2 separate regions of the Pan troglodytes genome follow, and region 1 is linked to region 2. The links are chromatin contacts, called in public Hi-C maps. All regions are on one chromosome and are shown on one strand. Each heading gives the region's core, a stretch centred on a gene start, on an enhancer-like site or on the middle of the called end of the contact. The rest is flanking DNA. Distances are from core to core; before and after follow the strand shown.

What was found. Hi-C and Micro-C count contacts between places; a contact is called where the count stands out from the background.
Region 1: a contact with region 2 is called in a Hi-C map of induced pluripotent stem cells, with 1.9 times the contacts expected there. The contact joins the promoter of DAPK2 here to the promoter of HERC1 in region 2. A contact is called at or near these places in 2 of 7 Hi-C or Micro-C datasets (induced pluripotent stem cells and stem cell-derived neural progenitor cells).

What each region holds. Positions count from the first base shown.
Region 1 is chr16:56,038,630-56,041,363 of NHGRI_mPanTro3-v2.0_pri, forward strand. DAPK2 (death associated protein kinase 2) reads right to left here and starts at 1,270. Exons shown (of 12, transcript XM_001157721.6): 1 at 1,074-1,270.
Region 2 is chr16:55,883,931-55,886,630 of NHGRI_mPanTro3-v2.0_pri, forward strand. HERC1 (HECT and RLD domain containing E3 ubiquitin protein ligase family member 1) reads right to left here and starts at 1,445. Exons shown (of 79, transcript XM_054667631.2): 1 at 1,423-1,445.

The DNA.
Region 1 (2,734 bases), core at 20-2,519, 150 kb after region 2:
GACCCCTCTGCCCAAGTCTCCTCTGAAGGTGCTGAATCATCAATGGTGCCACTTGAGGGTGCTCAAAAAACATCTTGGGAGATGAGCGGTTTGGGGAAGGACAGGGCTGTGAAGTTTGCTGTGAAGAGGCCAAGGCACCAGGGCCTCTTAGGTCAACAGGACTCTCCCAGGAATATCTTCCACAGAGGCAGTTGGGAATCGCAGTGTCAGAAACCAGAGCGGCTGCCCTCCACAGGATTCCAGGATACAAGATGTCAGGCGCTGTCCCTGCCCCTGCCCGCTTGCCCCCGAGGCAGCCAGCTATGGTGCCCTCTCCTCCAGTGTGCACAACTGCCTTACCATTACCTGCACGGCCTCAACGAGGCTCACCTCTCTGGACCTTGTTTTCTCTTTTGTAAAGTAAGAATACCAATTTCCACCGTGCAGAGTTACGGTGAGGGTTAGCCAGACCTATGCAAGCCTTGGGACCTCCAAAATGCCTAGCCCAGAGTCCTAGTCAACTGTTGGCAACGCCCTTCCAAGCCGTTCCACCCCAACCTGCAGCACACCTGCTGGCCGCCCCCACGCCCACCCTAGCTCTACCCCAGGCCGGGGCGCCTGATGGCGGGGACCCCAGCTTCATTCAGCCCCAGAGGAAGCTCAGACATCTGAGCACCCTCCTCGCATCACATCCTTGTGCCAGGCGGGAGCAAGAGGTGAGAGAGTCAGCCCAAGCTGAGAAGACTTGGCCGGGAGCCGGGCGTGCTCTGCCCGTTCCAGGGGGCCTAACTCGATGGACGTCCGTCTCCCATCTCCCTGCTGGGTGCTTGGCTCTGCCCGCCGCCTCTACCCTGTCTCCCAGGTCAAAGTGCCAGGCTCCGGAGGGCGCCCCAGGGCAGCAGCGGGCAGCTCCCGCGCTCGGGTGCCGGCCACAATGCCCCGGGCCACGGCGTCAGGCATTGGGGCGGCGGGCCCGGGATCTGCGAGCGAGTGCCCCGGATCTCTTCGCCCCGCCAGCCCCAGACCCGGGCGCTGCTGCCGTCAGGACGCGCGCCCCGTCCCGCCCGTCGAGCCCGCAGACGGGTACTACTCACGGCGGGAGGCTGAGCTGCCGCGGTCGCGGCCGCGGCAGGCGCGGTGGGAGCGGCGGGCACGGCGGGAACGGGGGACGCGGCGGGGTGCGCTGGGCTCGGCCCTGCAGTCTTCTCCTCCCAGAGCGCCCGGCGCCCGCCCGCCGAGCAGCCGAGGAGCCGAGGGGGAGGAGCGGCCAGCCCCGTCCCAGGCGCCGGCTGGAGGCGCGCCCGGCTGCCCGGGACGGGGCCCGGGGCGCCCCCTGCTGGAGCCCCCTCCGGACAGTACCGGGGCGAGAGCCCAGCTTCCCGGCCGGGTAGGGGACACCTCAGGGCTCCCAGACTCCCGGGAGAGCGGGGAGAGTCGGTAGCAAGACCCTCTGCGCGTCCCTACCGGCTCTACCGCGCACATGCTGCGTGGCCTTGGGCAAGTCGGCTACCCACCCCCGGCCTTATCTGGAAATCGATTTGAATGAGCTTATACGTATGACATGGTCTGGCACAGTCCTCAGAAAATGGTACTTGTGTGCTCCTCTCCCCACCATACACACCGTGAGCGAGGAAGCCCCACTGAGGAATAGGCCGTCTCCTCCCTCCCAGCCAGAGCGCTCCCTACACCGCAGACTCTCCTGGAAACCTCAAGCCCACAGCGTACAGCAAGGTGGGGGCTGCGATGAGAAGGGCCGCTCTGCTCCTCACTGCCCCCGACCCAGCCTGAGAGCGGCCTGCCCTCGTTTGCCCTTTGTCCTGGCACGGTTGCTGAGTGAAGCCCCCATCTCACCATCACGCCTTCTCTAATAGAGGACTTGGGAATGGGTTCCTCTCTCTGCCCTCTGCCAAAAAATCCCTGAGGAAAAAAGGAATGAGAGTGAGGGGGTGAAGGGAGGAAGGAAGGGAAAACAGAACTTAAGCCAAGTTCATTTGTCTTATTTCAAAACAAGAGGCTGTTTAGAGGAAGCAAATGAGGACCCCTCCAACCCCTGGAATTTCCATCCCTAAGTCACCCATGGGGCTCCTCAAAAGGGCCTTAGATTCAGAGTCCTACCACCAGGTTCAAAGCCCTGCCCTGCCACTCCGCATGTGTGTTCTTGGGCATGGCTCTTTCTTCATCAGTAAAGTGGGAGAAACGCTCCTTCCGGTAGCTCCTAATGAAGCTATGGTGGGGCTGAGATGAGATGGAGTGTGTAAGATGCACCTAGAGGACCTCTACCAGTGTGAGCACACACACACCCTTCAGCCTTTTGGACATTGGGACAAATACAGATGGACCCCGCCCCCAGCTGAGCAGTGCCTCCGGGTCCAGGACATCCTCGGCAAAGAGTTCCTTGTTTATAAACTTCACAATAATTCAGAACAGCGCAGCCAGCGAGCCTCCTCTCCTAAGAGCAGCATGATATATAGAGTAATATCCAAGACTAGAGGTGGTTTCTGATGTCAGTGGACCTAAGGGAATGACACCCACTGGTGAAGTTTCACCAACATGAGAAGTCTCCCACCAAACTATCCCTAAACACCTCTTCCTCCATTTCCATTTACCTATCACTGGTGACAAACCATTACCAGCCTTGGTGGCACAGGACAACAGTTTCGCTATGTTCATGCATTCTGAGGGACAGAAGTTCAGACAGCACAGTGTGTATGGCTTATTTCTGCTCTGCAGTGTCTGGGATTTCAACTGGGAACAC
Region 2 (2,700 bases), core at 195-2,694:
ACAGTGGCAGTTGCTGCCCCCATCTCAAGGAGGCTTGAGCAGCCGGCAGTTTGGCATCATTCTACAGCAGGAGGTTAAGGGCTCCCCTCCCAGAGTGGCGATCATTAAAGCCAAGGCTCCCAAAGGTCAAGCTGCAGAGCAACACCTGGAAAGAATCTGCCACAGCCTTCAGAAGCATCATGCTATGTTGACTTCTATATAGTCAGATAAGCAGGATCACTTGAAAGCTGAATGGGATCAGCCTAATGACCAAAGGTATTGAGACAGCCTTGTGCAAGCAAAAATTAAGAATGCCATGCAAGCGTTTATCATTAACACTGAAGGACAAAACACATGAGGCACACAAACCTGGCACCTCAGACTGTGAAACATTCCTAAAACCACAATTGGAGATTGCCTAATCAAAAATCAAGTGAATTTGTCAAGTAAGAGTTATGGCTAGGATATTCATATTCCTACCAAATCAATAGCTATTGCTTGTTAATATTTTTTATCTATGTTTTGATGGAAAGCAAATGAATATATTGTTCATATTTTGTTACTTTGGTTAAAATCTATTTTGCTTCTTTTGTTGAATATAAAATTGACCCTTGAACAATAAGGATTTTTTGTTTTGTTTTGTTTTGTTTTGTTTTAAAGACAGGGTTTTGCTTTGTTGCCCAGGCTGCAGTGCAATGGCGTGATCTCAGCTCACTGCAGCTTCCCCTTCCTGGCCTCCTGGGTTCAAGCGATTCTCATGCCTCAGCCTCCCAAATAGCTGGGACTACAGGTGTGCACCACCACACTAGCTAATTTTTGCATTTTTAGTAGGACAGAGTTTCACTGTGTTGGCCAGGCTGGTCTCGAACTCTTGACCTCATGTGATCTACCTGCCTCAGCCTCCCAAACTGCTGGGTTTACAGGTATGAGCCGCGGCACCTAGGCTTATATACCTTTTTATATTTTAAATTTTTTGAGCCATGTGAATATTTTACCAATGCAGAAAATTAACACCATTTTAAAATAATAACAGTTTCCCAGAATCCAATCCAAAATATCAAACCAGACACTCTGGGCCCATATATTTTTTAAAAAGTTTCCTAGGAATCTCTTAGGGGAATCCTGGCCTGTCATGGAAGATCCCTAAGAACCTGCTGAGCCTTAGATCCAGCAGTCAAGGTCCCAGCCCTTGCAGCGCCACCTGGTGGCCGTAGTTACCAAGCATCCCTCAGAAAAATGTGTGTGGATGGCCAGTGAATGCAGACCAGGACAAAGAGTAACATGGCACTGTGTCCACAGGCTGGGTGGGGCTGGCCCCAGCGGACCCAACATCGACCTCCAGGACTGCCTGTGTCGGTCCTGAGGGAAACGAGGCACAGGTCCTAAAGTTCTACAGCCTCTGTCCCAAGGAGCCACCCAGAGGCAGCCTGCAAGAGCACATACCTTTGGACCTGAGTTCAAACCCCGGCTCCACCAACTACTAGCCTCGTTATCTCATGCAGCATAACTTCTCAGGTCCTCTGTTTTCTCATCTGCAAAATGGAGACAAGTATAAGTCTGTAGACACATCTAGTATAATGCCTATGCTCAATAGGAACTTGATTAATGCTCATTCTCTTCCCTTTTGTTACTTCTAGATAGCTTTACTCCCTGGCCCTAAAGAGCCTAGCTGGGCTCATGGGAGCTTCCTGTGGCCTGGGAGGGTTCAAGCATTGGAGAGACTGAGGAAGAAGAAATCCATATGCTTCTTGTCTTTCTAAACCCTCTCCCTCCTCCTTGCCCCTTCTTTAGCTAGCAAGGAATACATTTCAGGCCTGGCTGAGGTGGGGAGGCAGTTCAGGAAGTGGCTGCAGTTCCCACAAGCAGAGTCAGATGGGGTTCCAGTCCTGTGCTATAGGCCTGGGTGCTCCATCAATTAATCGAGTCTTTTGGCCTGGGAGCAAGGCCCAGTCCCTGCCCTCCCTCGGGGAGTGCATTATACTCAGGGAGAGCTGAATAGAACACAAATCACAGTGAATGTGCAGGGGACTAAGGGGACTCAGAGGCACTGATGAAGTTACTAAATTGACCATCTGCTCTTTCAGGTTGTGACACTATTTCTAGAAGCTCCTGATAAAAATGCAACTAGGAGCCCATGAATCCCTCACCCTTTAGTTCAGACTAGCATCTCTGCTTCCCTCCTAGGTCTTCTGGAAGATGGCAGAACCCAAGAGAGATGAGACATTATAAAAACATAGACAAGACATTGAAACATTTTTGTTTGAAGCTGTAGAAAGGAATGTTCAGAGGACAGAGCAGAGCACTCCTAGAAGGGGTGACTGCTAGGTTCCAGACCCCCTGGCAGTGGGAAGACACCAGCCTGGCCAGAAGAGAGCCTCCCAAAGGGAAACTGGGAGATACTGAGATCACCTGGGTCACAATTCTGCTCTTTGTACCCATGTCAGCAGAGGACCTCCAAGAAGTCAGATGCTGGGAGAACAGAGTCCTAACCTTAGGCATTACCCGATTCACAGGTGAGGAAACTGAGGACCAGCAAGGGGAGGTGCTTGCCTCAGTCCCATGTGAGTTAATGGATGACCCTGACCTGGACTTCAGGTCTCCCAAGCCCTATTGCATGGTGCAAAGCACTCAGTCTTTGGAGCCAGGTAGAACTGAATTTGAACCCAAACTCCCCTGCTACTTTGCTAGCCATTTGGTTTTAGAAAAGTCATCTACCTCTCT